Linked DNA regions of Mus musculus: region 1 is linked to region 2. Evidence: chromatin contacts called from public HiChIP or PLAC-seq data. All regions are on one chromosome and are shown on one strand. Each heading gives the region's core, a stretch centred on a gene start, on an enhancer-like site or on the middle of the called end of the contact. The rest is flanking DNA. Distances are from core to core; before and after follow the strand shown. Region 1 has its middle 150 kb from the start of Rassf9. Region 2 holds the start of Rassf9 (Ras association (RalGDS/AF-6) domain family (N-terminal) member 9).

Region 1 (6,586 bases), core at 691-3,190, 150 kb before region 2:
TTTTGTTGTCTCATGGTGATTTCTAAGGCTTTTATAGTTAGTGTGGAAGAATCTGTTGCTTCTTGGTCTAGAGCACTGCATTTGTTTCATAATCACATGCTTGGTGTTCCTCATTTCCCACTAAAGTTTTCATTTTAGCTTAAATTTTCTTGCTGAAATACACCATGCTTTGGTAAATGGCTTAATGGTACAATACAAAGAAGTTAATTCAGATATATATATATATATATATATATATATATATATATATATATATATATATATAAATTTTTTTCTAAATTAAAAAGAGGACTAAGATATCTGCAGTGACTATCCAACATAGGGGAATGATGTTTCAATTCATTTGACGTCACTCCATTTGCATACTGAACCACTTCCCAAACACATCTCAATAGTGCTCTTTTTTCTTTTTTTCAATAAGCAAATAGCTTGAAAAAAATTCTGCTATATGTACCATGGGCATTTGATCAGGTTACTGATTAGATTTCATGTCATCAATATACTGCATTGTGTCTGGTGTCTTTGTGTTTGCAAGAAGTTTTCCTAAGTGTGACTCACCCACATTAACCACATATGTGTACTAGACTAGGAGGCTAGCCAAAAGATATCCTACTGCAGTTGCCACTCACTCTGTGTCCACTGGATTCATGTATTAATCATTTAATGCTATTGACACATTTCTAGTCCTATATAAATAGACAAGAATAACATGGAAAGTACTGCACAGAACTCATTTAGGGCAATGCCTGTTTTTACTGGAGTCTGGTAATCTGGCCACCATGTTCTCCTATGTTATTGTGAACATGTTTCTTACTAAACAGTCTTCTAAAGGATGTTTCCATATTTTTCCAATTCTCCACAATACCTTTCACACTGAATCTTTGTTCTAGAAGAATTAAAAAAGAAACAAAACAAAACAGAAAAGTGGGTAGGAATATTTCTGAAGTGAGAAACTCTAGTATATTTTAGAAAACCTTATCAAATCAAATGTTATCTCATTGGCAAATGGCCTATGTACTGGCTAGTTTTGTGTCAACTTGACACAGCTGTAGTTATCACAGAGAAAGGAGCTTCAGTTGAGGAAATGCCTCCATGAGATCCAACTTTAAGGCATTTTCTCAATTAGTGATCAAGTGGGAAAGGCCCCTTGTGGGTGGTGCCATCTCTGGGCTGGTAGTCTTGGGTTCTATAAGAGAGCAGGCTGAGTAAGCCAGGAGAGGCAGGCTAGTAAAGAACGGGACTCTGCATCAGCTCCTGCTCCCTGCCCTGCTTGAGTTCCAGTCCTGACTTCCTTTGGTGATGAACAGCAGCATAGAAGTGTAAGCCGAATAAACCCTTTCCTCCCCAACTTGCTTCTTGGTCATGATGTTTGTGCAGGAATAGAAACCCTGACTAAGACAGCCTATCATACATACCATTATGTTCCTCAATAACTCAACAATCAAGTCATTTATTCTGAAAGCTGATTCATGTGCTACTAACACAAAGGAACTTTAAGGTCAAATAATATATTTTGTACAGATGGCACTGGACAGATACTGAAAGATGAAAACGCATAGCATAGTACTTGCCTTTAAAACTTTCACTAATTAATGGCAGAAATATTTCAATAGGTAACAGTACATGGTAAGAGATATTAATGAAATTGCATGAGATATAGAGGTACTCAGAACTGTGCCTGCTGGAGAGCTTAGTCTTAAACCATTCGTGGCTTCTAACACTATCATTATCTATATACAGATTGATGTAGCATTTTGTACAACTATCTTCATTATAAAGAACACTGTTTTGAAGCAAGCATTTTATCACTCTAGTCCTAGCCCACTGACATGAAACTGCCACCCACATCTGCATTCATTAACTTATTCGTGGTTATACTTTGTGCGTGCATACTTCAGCTCAGTAGTGTATACTCAGAACATTCCTAGGCGTGACTCAGAACGCGGTTCAACAATACAGTTCAGTCTCTACTTCCCCGGATCCTGGGGTCCATTACTTCACATACATTGTTCAGATCAAAGGAAAAATAAAATCAACCCACAGCTCTGTGGTTGAGGAAACAGGCTCTGACCTGTATACACCTATCTATGGCTCCTTTTCAAAGGGAAGCTTATTTTCAAAAGCCAGATCTCCATTCTTTCATGAAGATGAAAAAATAAAAAAAATAAAAAAAATAAAAAAATAAATCAAAAGCAGCAAATGAAGTTATGTGTGAAGTTCCTATCCACTGTGCATGGGTGGTGTTACAATGTCTAACTATCAAGGGCAATGCCTCATGATTGAATTTGCCTGCAAATTATTAAGCTCATAAATTACTCAAGGAAAATGAGTGTAATACTAAATAATTGCCCCAGCATCTTGCTGAACATCCTTTACCATTGATTAGTCCAATACTCATTCTTTCCTATTATATATGTATATATATATTGCCACTGAAAGAAACCTATTCTTTTATTACTTTTAAGTATCCTGATGGCTGCTTAAGGAAAACTTTTAAATTACTCCCACATACAACCCTACTGCTTATAAGGTAGTCAAAAAACCACCCAATTTTATTGGTACATTTTAATACCCTATGAAAGAATTAAATGCATGATTTTTATGTCAGAGGCTAGATGATCATATTCTCCCCAGTTTCTGTAAAGGCCTTTCATCTACAGAACTACAAAATGAAAAGACCTTCTATAATGAAATAAGCTCCTTTTATGTTTTAAGTACTCGATTGATTTACAACTTCTTATTGAAATGGAGGCGCTCAAATTATCCACCCCCAGCTTCTTTTTAAGTTAAAAATGAACTAAGTGAGTTTGCTTTTGGTGTTTTATAATGTCAATAAAATTTAAAGAGCTTTGGAACAAATAGAAGTGCATAGACACCAGGGACCACATCGGTCTGTTTGTGTTTCTATCCTGTTGCAACTGTTTCACACAGATCAGGACAGGCTCCATGGGAATCCTGAAGGCTGTGATACCAATTGTATCACTCACACAGTCCAAGTCACCTTGCCCAACAAGACTTTTCCTGGAAATTATTTCTATTTGACTCCTTCCTATAATAAGAGATTAATTTTAAAAGCCAAGTTGCTACCATCTGTGTCATAGCCTCTCCTTTAAATGAGACCTTTTGTTCTTCAACTAAATCTCTAAAGCTTGGTTCACGTAGACTTTTCACTAGAGTGCTTCATTCAGGTTAGCTCTGCTTGTACACCCATGTACCAATCAAATTGAATATGGTCTTCTTTTCATCCCGAGTCAGTACTGTAGACTTGAGAACAGCCCCAGGCCTTTAGTTCATCTGTATTTGAACTGACTTTGATGGTCAAAATTCAATACTCATGATATAAAATTGTTCTAAATCTAAGACTTGGCTTGAATCACCAAACAGAGATATGGCAAAACTAATACAAAAGTGAATATTTTTTCCCATCTTGGGATATCATAACCTGCAACAGATAACTAAAGTTTCTACTAGTATTTTTCAACACTGACAGACTTGGAAACCAACACATACTTTCTCATGAACATTATATTAAATCTTGAAAAATCTCTCCTCTCTCCCCAGGGGAAAGTTTGGGAAAAAAAAATATCGGTGTTCTCTTGAAAGGTTTGGCCAATTTCATTCATATTATGTTATATGAAGACTATAATAAATGACTAGAATGAACATTTCTGTAAAGATAAAAGCTTTTTAAACAATTAGTTTAAAACATATTTAGGGTAAGACTGCCCCACTTGGTGATCTATCTCATATACAACCACCAAATCCAGACACTATTGTGGATGCCAAAAAGAGTTTGCTGACAGAAACCTGATATAGCTGACAGGAGCCTGATATAGCTGTCTCCTGAGAGGCTCTGCCAGTGTCTGACAAATACAGAAGTGGATGCTTACAGCCAACCGCTGGACTGAGCACAGGGTACCCAATGAAGGAGCTAGAGAACGGACCCAAGGAGCTAAAGGGGTTTACAGCCCCATAGGAGGAACAACAATATGAACTAACCAGTACCCCTAGAGCTCCCTGGGACTAAACCACCAACTAAAGAAAAGACATGGCTCTAGCTTCATATGTAGCAGAGGATGGCCTAGTCAGTCATCAATGGGAGGAGAGGCCCTTGGTCCTGTGAAGGTTCTATGCCCCAGTATAGGGGAATGCCAGGGCAATGAAGCAGGAGTGGGTGGGTTGGTGAGCAGGGGGAGAGGGGAGTAGAGGGCTGGAGATGTCTTCGAGTCTACAGAACTGAATGAGGATGAAAAGTAGGCCATTTTTAATTTGATTGGTACATGGGTGGAGTTAACAAGCAAAGCTAAGCGGAATGAAGCTCTTTAGTGAAAATTCCATATAAGCCAAGCTTTAGAGATTTACTGAATGTGATGGCCAGCCAAATTACAGTTCTTACCCACTGAACATTAAATTTACTTTTCAATTAAAAAAAGATAGTCTATCCCTAAGTGGGATGTGAGCAGACCTGCAGATTAAAAAGTGGTTCTTACTATTAGGATTCACAAATATTATTAAAATAGCCCAGACTTGTAAAACTTCAGCATGTCCCCACCTAACTGGATCTAACTTTTGACTCTTATAAAAATTATTTACTTTGTCCTCTTATTTTTCACACAATGCATCTGCTCATGACATTTTAATACACTGGGGCAGTGGTAATGCACTAGAAGTTTGCAAGGACATTGTGTGGTGACTTTTATTTCAGATCAGTCATGAAGCAAACAGAACTGGGTTAGAAGTTTCTGCAGCTAGGAAAACTGGCAGTAGGGTGTTCCTCTGATTATTTTTTTAATGTAACTACAAAGTATATTTATATTTGCAAAACTAGCCCTTACTGTTGAAAATATTTACTCAGCTGGATGAAGAACATTAGTACACAGGCATACTCAGCCTTTATGAAACAAAACAGATTTGGGAGTCAGGAGGGGAAAGCAGATAGTTCAATTCCATTAGAAACAAACATGAGTAGAATTAAGAATTTCATACATATTCTGACTACAAGTATTGTACTGTACTTAATTTGGGTCATTTTGTGTTTAGGTATTGCAAATTGACTCCAAATATGTTCACATTTTCATGAAATGCACATGAAAACATTATATATATATATACACATATTATATAGCAATTGCTAATTTCAGGTGATTCATGAAAAATTCAATGTGGGAAAATTGTCACTAGAGAAAAAATGTCAGTCCTGTCTAAAATGATCAGAGCAGCTGAATCTTCAATTAATTTTATTTTATTTATAAACAGAATATAACAAGACCAGTCCATTCAATTTTATCGCTTGATCCTTTCCTCATCAATTATTAAATGCATTCAGTCTAGATTTTTATCATCAATTCACTTTATATTTGTTTATTGTACTCTAAATTCTAAATCATAACAGAATCTGCTGCTGTTGGTGTTAAGTTACAGTATTATTAATGTCTTGACAAGCTCATTGAAAGTTGGGAATATCAAGAAGAAAATGAATTTATTTTACACAATTTATAGTGCACAATACCCACTAACACAGTACAGAATTACTTACCATCTGAAGCCCTTGGTTGGCTGGGGTGAGTATCAGACTGTGACATTGCCTGCGGTGTCCCTGCTCTCATTGACAATTTGAGGTGTGGTAAGGTAAAATGTGTATCACTTTCAAGGAGTCATGAAGTTGAAAAGATGTCACTCATCATACATCAGAGGCCATCCATCTCTTTTTTTCACACATCTTTCTGTGTGTTATGCTCCATTGTATACTCCATAATCAGAAATGATAAAATGCCATTTTATTCACTCACTTATTCATCTATTAACATATTCATATTTCCTACAATGTTAAGTTCTTCCTCTTGTGATATATATAATAAAGTGGTTATTTGTATTAGAAATTAAATGAATCACATTTATACATTAAATTCCTATTTTGATAAGTATATGAATGAATATATGTATTATTCATAGGCGAATAAAACCTGAGATAGTTCTGTGTTACTAATGGATTTTTACCTCCTTGTCCACGTAAATGCTGTATGATTTATATTGATATATTGGGCCTTTGTTAATCATTTAACTGATTTTTTTTATTTCTCTACCATTAACTTTCTAGTTTAAGTTTTAATGGTAAAATGAATATTCTTGATTATGTGTTTCAATATGTTCTCGTGAGTCAATCCAAGATCACAAGATGGATAGGAACCACTAATGCTGCGCACACGCATTTCACATTTGAACACATATGGCCGAATGCTGCTAAAATATGTGTCTTTTTACATCTGCACCAATTGTAAATGGCAGTGATGCTTTCAATGAATAATCCCAAGTTTTTAAAATCGCTCCTTCTGAAAGACAGTACATCTCCTACTTGGCATTATTTTGTATGAATGGTGCTTAGACCTCGTATTGATTGTGTGTGTGTGTGTGTGTGTGTGAGCTTGAGAAAATTATCACTTTTTATAACCAATTTTAATTTCTGTATTTTAAATATTATTTCAGTGTGGGGTTGTAGAAGTGTTATTTTTGTGGAATAAATGAGCTATTTGGTGCATATACTATGAGTTACAAATGCAGTTTTTTTCCTAATTTTAAGTATTGTGTA
Region 2 (7,206 bases), core at 84-2,583:
AAAATAATTATATCATTTCCTACCTTGTAATTGTATCCATTTAAATTTACACTAAGCAGAAGATGACAAGCGCAAACAGGCATAATGAAGAGGAGAGAAGAATGGCTGGAAAGCCCATTTTATTATATCTGCCAAAACAGATATATTAAAAAAATAAATCCTGTCTCAAATAATCATTTCATTGTTTGCATAAAATGTAATATTTGAGTATAAGTAAATTAGTTATGGTAGTGAAATATATAGATATTATCCCATTATTCCAAATCCCCCCTTCCAATCTCTCTCTCTCTCTCAGTATGCAGAGTACATGCATTAACTCTAAGTATAGTGGCAATAATAAAGTGAAGCACATAGCTGCTTGTCTCCTCTTTGAACGCCTAAGCCACCTAAAGTTCTCAAAGACACACAGTCCATTAAGAGCTCCTTCTGGGAATGTTCGCAATTGGGAACTTTCCAGATTTTAGAAATGCTCCACTCTTAGAGGGGACCAAAGCATTGTTTCCAGATTGTATCAGCAGTTGTACTTTTTTTTTTTAATTTTTCCTTTCAATAAGTGATTAGAAATCCTAGTTGTATCTTTCCCAAACTCTTAAGCTTTTTCAAAAAGAGATATTCTAATGCAACGCTTAAACTAAACCAGATCTTGTGATTCTTCTCTCCCCAAAAGTTCAAGACAAAGTAAAGAGAAAATGTTAGTGTTAGTTAGTGTACTCAGACTGCCATAAAGGGAAAAGAGAGTTAAAAATCAGTCATGATTTCCCATGATCCTTGTTCGGGATACGTCCATCGTCAATACAGGACCTATGGTCTGAAGAGCTAGCTGGGTCTTCATTCTAGATCCCGACCGACTCGCCAAACAGTTCTCATCAGAACCAAAGGCTTAGGGAACTGAATCCAACACACACACACACACACACACACACACACACACACACACACACACACGCACTCATTTTTTTTTTTTTTTTACCTGTTTTTATGTCGTGTCTTCAGTAAGTTTCTTCCAAAGGGAGCCATGGTCTGTCCGGCAAGGCAAGCAAATAACACAGTCCTTATCTCAAAGTAATCTGGGCCCTGGGAGGGGTGTCTGGGTCTCTCTGGTGAAAGGAGGAAGGCTGGAGGCTTCCTTTTCAACTCCTCAGATGTTCCTTGCTTTCAAGCTCATTAGCAGCTGGCTGAGAGAGTTGCTGGAAGTTGTGCAATTGCTGCCTAACTTTGAACTGCGGGATTGTTGTGGCTGCTGTGCCTAGGGAGACCAGCCCAGCTTCAGCCTGGAAGAAGGTGTGTGTTTGGAAGCTCAAAAGATAGAGGAGAGGGAGGAGAGAGAGGGAGAGAGGAAGAGGGAGAGTCAGAGAGGGAGGAAGGGTGGAGAGGAGGGAGGAAGGGAAAGAGAGAGGAAGGGAGGGAAGGAAGGAGGGGAGAGCCTCTATTGTGTGTTGTAGCTATTTGCCAACTAGCTAAACTCTAAGACCTGCCAACCCTACAGGCATGGTAATAGCCATGGAATGGGAATTGCACTCGACTTGGAACCCCCCCCCCCCTTTCCTGCTTTCCACACCCAGCCACACAAGGTGTACACACATAAAAGATTTAAAGCTACCCCCCTCCCCCCTGCGGCCTCCTGCCAGCCAGCTCCAGTCAGTGAAAAGTAATCTGATCTTGGCAAACAGGAATGAGCAGGAGGAACGCTTCCCCTACCTACTCCATACACACAAAATAAAAACCCTCCCCTTCCCTGAATGCAAGCGTGGTAAGGCCAGTTGAGCAGTGCAGCAACTAAGAAAGCAGGTTCCCTGGCTCTCCATTAAAAAACAAAAAAGGGTGGGGAAACCGTGAAGGACCAAGGGCTGCTGGGTTAACTGATCACTGCCCAATGATATAGCTGGCTTCCTAAGGTGCTGGCATCCGTCAGCCTTTGGAGACCACATGCTGTGTCTCAGGGACCTTGGGAGTGCCCTAGGAAAAGTGAGCTGCTTGCCATCACCACCTTTAACTACTGAACAGTAGAAGGAGTCTATGGAACTAAAATTGGTATACTATCAAAATGTGTGTGTGTGTGTGCGTGTGTGTGTGTGTGTGTGTGTGTGTGTGTGTGTGTCTGCTGGTATGTAAAACTTTAACCTATGACCTGGACGAGACAGACAGACAGACACAGGAGCTATAAAATGTGTGTGTGTGTGTGCGTGTGTGTGTGTGTGTGTGTGTGTGTGTGTGTGTGTCTGCTGGTATGTAAAACTTTAACCTATGACCTGGACGAGACAGACAGACAGACACAGGAGCTATAGGAGGATAAGTGTCCAGGGGAAAGTTCCTGGAGGATTTACTCTGAGCCTTATTTTGAAGAATCTGCTATCACCCCCCACCCCCCCACACACACACCAGCAATGACTCCCTAAAACACAACCCAGTTCCTAATCACATGCCTGTGGGGTTGGGAGGGAGGGAGGAGGGAGGGAAAAATGGGCTTGCCGGCCTTACAATTTCCCTTTTCAGGCTGATGTCTTGAGTCCCAGCAAAGCACACAGATGGACACTGTTTTCTATGGAAATCCCGTCTGGACAGCAGCATCAGCAAGCAAGACATGGTTGGAAGGAGTCGTTTTATTCTTGTACACACTTCAATGTTCAGGATTTCAAAGTGATAGGAAGACCCATTTTCATTATGTAATCACAACTTCATTTGTAGGATATATATGCATATGTTTTTATTTAACTAAAATTATATTTTTCTTTATAATCTTATCTAAGATATGCATGTGCCCGTGAACCATTATAAATTTGGAAAGTATAAATGCAGTGTTACAATTTAATTATATTTTATATAACTGAACTGTTATATAGAACTGTTTAAGAATATCTAACCATTTTTAACTCTAGAAAAAGCGTTTTCAATAATACAGGTGCCAATTGCATATTTTGTTTTTCTTTCTGTATAACTTCATGAGAAAAAATGTGCATTTTTCATGCTTAGTATTTTTATATGCATGCATTTTCTATGTAATAAAAACTACATAATCTGAGGTATACTTCGGTCTCCTTTCCTTGCTAACACATATAATGGTTTGTCACTAGGGAAGTTTCTCTAAGGTATTCTAAATTGAGTTTCTATAGATGTACTGTTTACATATTAATTTTAACAAATTGTAAAAATGTTTTCATTTGCTAATTAATGTCTTTGTGTATCCTATCCTTTTGGTTTCTACCTTTATTGGCATTCTTTGTATAAATATGTATGTGTGTACACTATATTGTTAGGAAGGACTTCTAATGGAGGAAGAGGAAACATTCCATCTTCACTAGCATAACCTTTCTGCTGCTTTCAAGTTATCACAAATGAGTTACCTTTAAGAGGTTATTATTTCTCACATAAAACATCCTATTAATACTCTTCATAACAAGCTCTTTCATGTCAAAGAGTTAAACACAGAGAGGTTTGTATATATTAAGCAGTTGCATCTTTATTTGTCAATTATGTATCAATAATGATGGGGAACAACACAAAATGTTACCATCCCTCAGTTATTAAAAGCAGAAAGAAATACAAAATATGAGGCATATTACTTTAATGGAATATGAAGAAAGTAGCAAACCTAACTCTATCCCTAAAAGACAACAACAAATGTATGCTTTATAAAGTCTGATCCACTGGCAAGAAGACATTGTATATGTAATTGGAAAGGAAACTTTATTCTGATTTTATATATTTGCCTGGTTTTTAATATTCAGATGCTCTCCTCTGCTAATAACATGGTCAGAAAAATCATATTCTACATGTGCAGTATAAGAGATATGGACTTTTGTGGATGAACATATTTATGTACAACAATAATCTTCAAAATATTCAACATTGAAGCCAAATTTATTTGAGTTATATAATTTATCAGAGTTCCTCCAAGAAAATAATAGTTCTGAGAAGGGCTAATTCTCACTGATAGTTCTTTAGCTAAGTGAATGATATATTGTGTATAAAATGTCGACATGGGGTATTAACCTAAATACCTCTTTTCCCAGAGTTATCCAAAACTTGAAAATAAGGCAAATCATGATTTTTTTACTTTCTCATGATATAATAGAACACTTGTCTAACAGTCACTCTTAAGGATTATTAGAGGGTCTGAAGCAATGTGTCCTTGAACTGTTCATTGATGAGGAAGAGACAGATGTAAAATTATAAAACAAGGTAAGTATGCTGTAAACAACTGTGTTTCAGGAGCAATCCAAATGATTTTGATGGTAGATGATGGCTAATGTATCCTCTTCCTCTTCCTCTTTTCTTCCTCTTCCTCTCCCTCTCCCTCTCCCTCTCCCTCTCCCTCTCCCTCTCCCTCCCTCCCTCTCTCTCTCTCTCTCTCTCTCTCTCTCTCTCTCTCTCTCTCTCTCTCATTCTCTCCCACCCTCCCTGAACAAAGTTGAGTCCAAATAGAAAATGCATACTTTCCATGTTATGATTGCAACGTGCTTTGGAATCTTTAGTAAGTGGAGGCCTTCCTGGCAAAAAGCACTCATTAGAGTTAGCCTTAGAGGTTCTGTCATGCCTAGTCTACATCTGTGCTCTGTGCTTGGGTCTATGGCTGAGCCGTGACCAAGGACACCCTGTGCTCCGCCCATTCCGCAGTGAACCGAACTTGCTCTGAACCATGGGCTAAAGTGAATCTTCACTCTCTTACATTGTTAAGTCAGACCTTGATCACAATCATACAGAAGTAACTAATATCTTACCTTTCATATTTATATTGGCATTTGGAAATTTAAAAAAATATGTCATTAATCCTACTAATGGCAAAATAACTATTTCCCCAAATAAATGAATATTATTTAATATGATTCGAATGGTACCAAAAGGTGAAAACTGTTAAATAAATGAATAAATAAATAAATAAACAAACAAACAAACACTTTGACAGAAAAGCCCTACTTGTGTAGGCTATCAGCAGGAATAGATGTACAGATTGTTGGTACAGTTCATTTTTAAAGTGTGGAGCTGAGCTCTGTTGGTATCATGAAGTCCAGTTCCTTGTTGACAAGTACCTTTGAGACTAGTTGAGCTGCTCTTCACACTCATACAATGGGAAGTGGCGCTTGGCACATATTCATGACACTTACATCAACACCTCAATTGTCTTCCTCCTCTAGTACCTTAGAAAGTTAAGCTTTTGAAAATGTAGCTCCCATTACCAGTGTCAGGAGACAGAGACGATTGGGGAGATGCTTGCTAAAGAATCTAAAGCAGCAAATGTGTAAGGTGAACAAGTCCAGAGAGTGCTGTACAACGTGGAGGCCAACAGAACCACGCATTAAACCCAGAGCTTTTGCTTAATGACTGGATTACTACTACTCCTGCCGTAGGAAAATACAATTGTTTCCAAAAACTTCCCAAAGGATGTCATGATTTTCTTATCATGGAAAACGGGTATATTTTCTCATTTGTTCCATTAGAGAAAATGCTTTACATAGATGTTCTTCATCGGTTACATAGCTTAAATATATAATAGCAATTAAAATAAACATGAAAAAATACCATCCTGTTTCCAGCTTATATCTTTTAAAACACTCAGAGAATCAGCTCTGTAACCCTGTATTTATTGTGGGCTGTTAGCATTGAGTTTCGTTAACTCTAGCATGTATGACTTCACTAAGCTGCACAGAAGTTAAAGTTGCAGTGTACTAACTACACTGGATACTGTTTTACAACTCTGACATTTCCTTTTAGGGACTATAGGTAATGGTTAACTGGTCTGAGCCTCCTGTTTCTGCTTTGGAAAATGAAGAAAGTATAAATTTGGTTTTCTAATTTTCTTACGAAATGCAACTTTAAGGGGAAGTGTTTCTTCAAAATATTTTATACAGACATTTTATAATCTCTGTACTAGTCATTTCCTCTTCACGTTTTAACAATTAAATTGGCTTGCTTGATTTCTTTTTTTTTTATCAGAAGCATCTGTGTTCGTAGGAGCCAGTTTTCCCTGGGGGCTGTGTTAAAAAGAACAGCAAACCTGAAGTTCTAAGTCTGGGATTACACACAAGTGACTACGAGCCAATTTGTCACCACTTACATGGTAATCTGAGAAGAAATAACACACTAGATAGCTTGTTAAAATGAATCAGCTCTTCTGATTTTGTAAAAAACACCAATCTCAATTAAGGGGGAAAAATAAAAACTGTATCCTTAATAGGACAAAAGAGAGAAGGTGAGAAACAATTCCAGCCTGTTTGATAGGAGACATAAACGCCAGTGTGGGGGTCTTTAGCCCATCAGAATGTGGCTGATAAAATGACATTGGACACAACAGAACTTTCTACAGAAGAGTGTACAACGAGTATGTACCCGGAGTTGTGGATAAAAAATAGTTCAGCTGAATCAGAAAGGTTGTGTGGGGGTCGCTGTGGCTATTACCCAGTGCACGTCTGTCATCTGCAGTTCTTGCCTGTCCTAAATCAGCTCTTGGTTATAGAAAGTGTGTCTGGAGCCTGGGATAGACATGGCTTTCCTCACAACATCATTTAATTCCTAGATGTAAGTGTCAGGGCTTGTGAAATATCCCGAGAGGTTTTCCACCAGGGAGAAATAAGAATCTTGAAATGTTGTGGGCAAAGAGAAGGAGCTGAGAGTCCATTTCCTCTAAAAGACCTATGGTGGCCAGGCCTTTTCGGTTCCCCAATAAAAGGCTAGGAAGACACCCCTAAGCTTTGTAGGACTTATATAGCCGGGATATAGACTGAGTCATTCAGCTTCAATGGGTGTTTCCATTAAAAATAGCTTTTAATTAATTAAACTCGGTGTTTGAATAGCTGACTGGCTGGGTGTTGGCCAGATACTTGTGACCTAAATAAAAGGCCAAATGTTTTCGCTAAGTAGCCACGGCTGTTATTAACTCTAATGGATGGGTGACAGATCCATGAAAGGCTGGGACTAGCAGATGTTGCACAACCCCAGGGAAAGTTTGGAAAGCTGGGAAACCTGGTATTTAAACAAAATTTCTAAAAAGCTGTATGTATGTCTGTGTAAACATCTTAAAATTACATTCATCTGTAGTAAATAAGATCAAGTATTATTTTGTTCACTATACAGGGTGCTGTGTATTTAACGTCTTATTTTGTCCCAACTCGGTGACTAAAGGAAGACAATGCTATCCTAATGTTATCCTTGAAGTGAAAGTGAGCTACTGATTAACTGGAGAATAACTCAAAACCAGAGTCAACTTAGAAT

Evidence for each region. HiChIP or PLAC-seq counts read pairs in DNA pulled down with a chosen protein or histone mark.
Region 1: an HNF4G HiChIP or PLAC-seq map of pancreatic cancer cells shows a contact between it and region 2. The contact joins the enhancer-like site here to the promoter of Rassf9 in region 2. A contact is called at or near these places in 6 of 39 promoter capture datasets (3T3-L1-derived adipocytes, embryonic stem cells, liver and 2 more), 1 of 484 Hi-C or Micro-C datasets (epidermal suprabasal cells), 1 of 115 datasets of contacts at active chromatin or transcription factors (pancreatic cancer cells) and 1 of 9 other capture datasets (adipose tissue).

Annotation. Positions count from the first base shown.
Region 1 is chr10:102,655,230-102,661,815 of GRCm38.p6, reverse strand. No RefSeq gene overlaps it. Among named protein-coding and RNA genes, the nearest start is that of Rassf9, 150 kb to the right of the region's middle. Within about 2 kb of position 1,940, at least 24 of the 459 cell types and tissues checked have an H3K27ac peak or open chromatin away from gene starts, as enhancers often do. A contact at or near this core is called in pancreatic cancer cells, where this site is marked.
Region 2 is chr10:102,506,349-102,513,554 of GRCm38.p6, reverse strand. It overlaps Rassf9 (Ras association (RalGDS/AF-6) domain family (N-terminal) member 9), which reads right to left and starts at 1,333. Exons shown (of 2, transcript NM_146240.4): 1 at 971-1,333. The coding sequence starts at 1,017.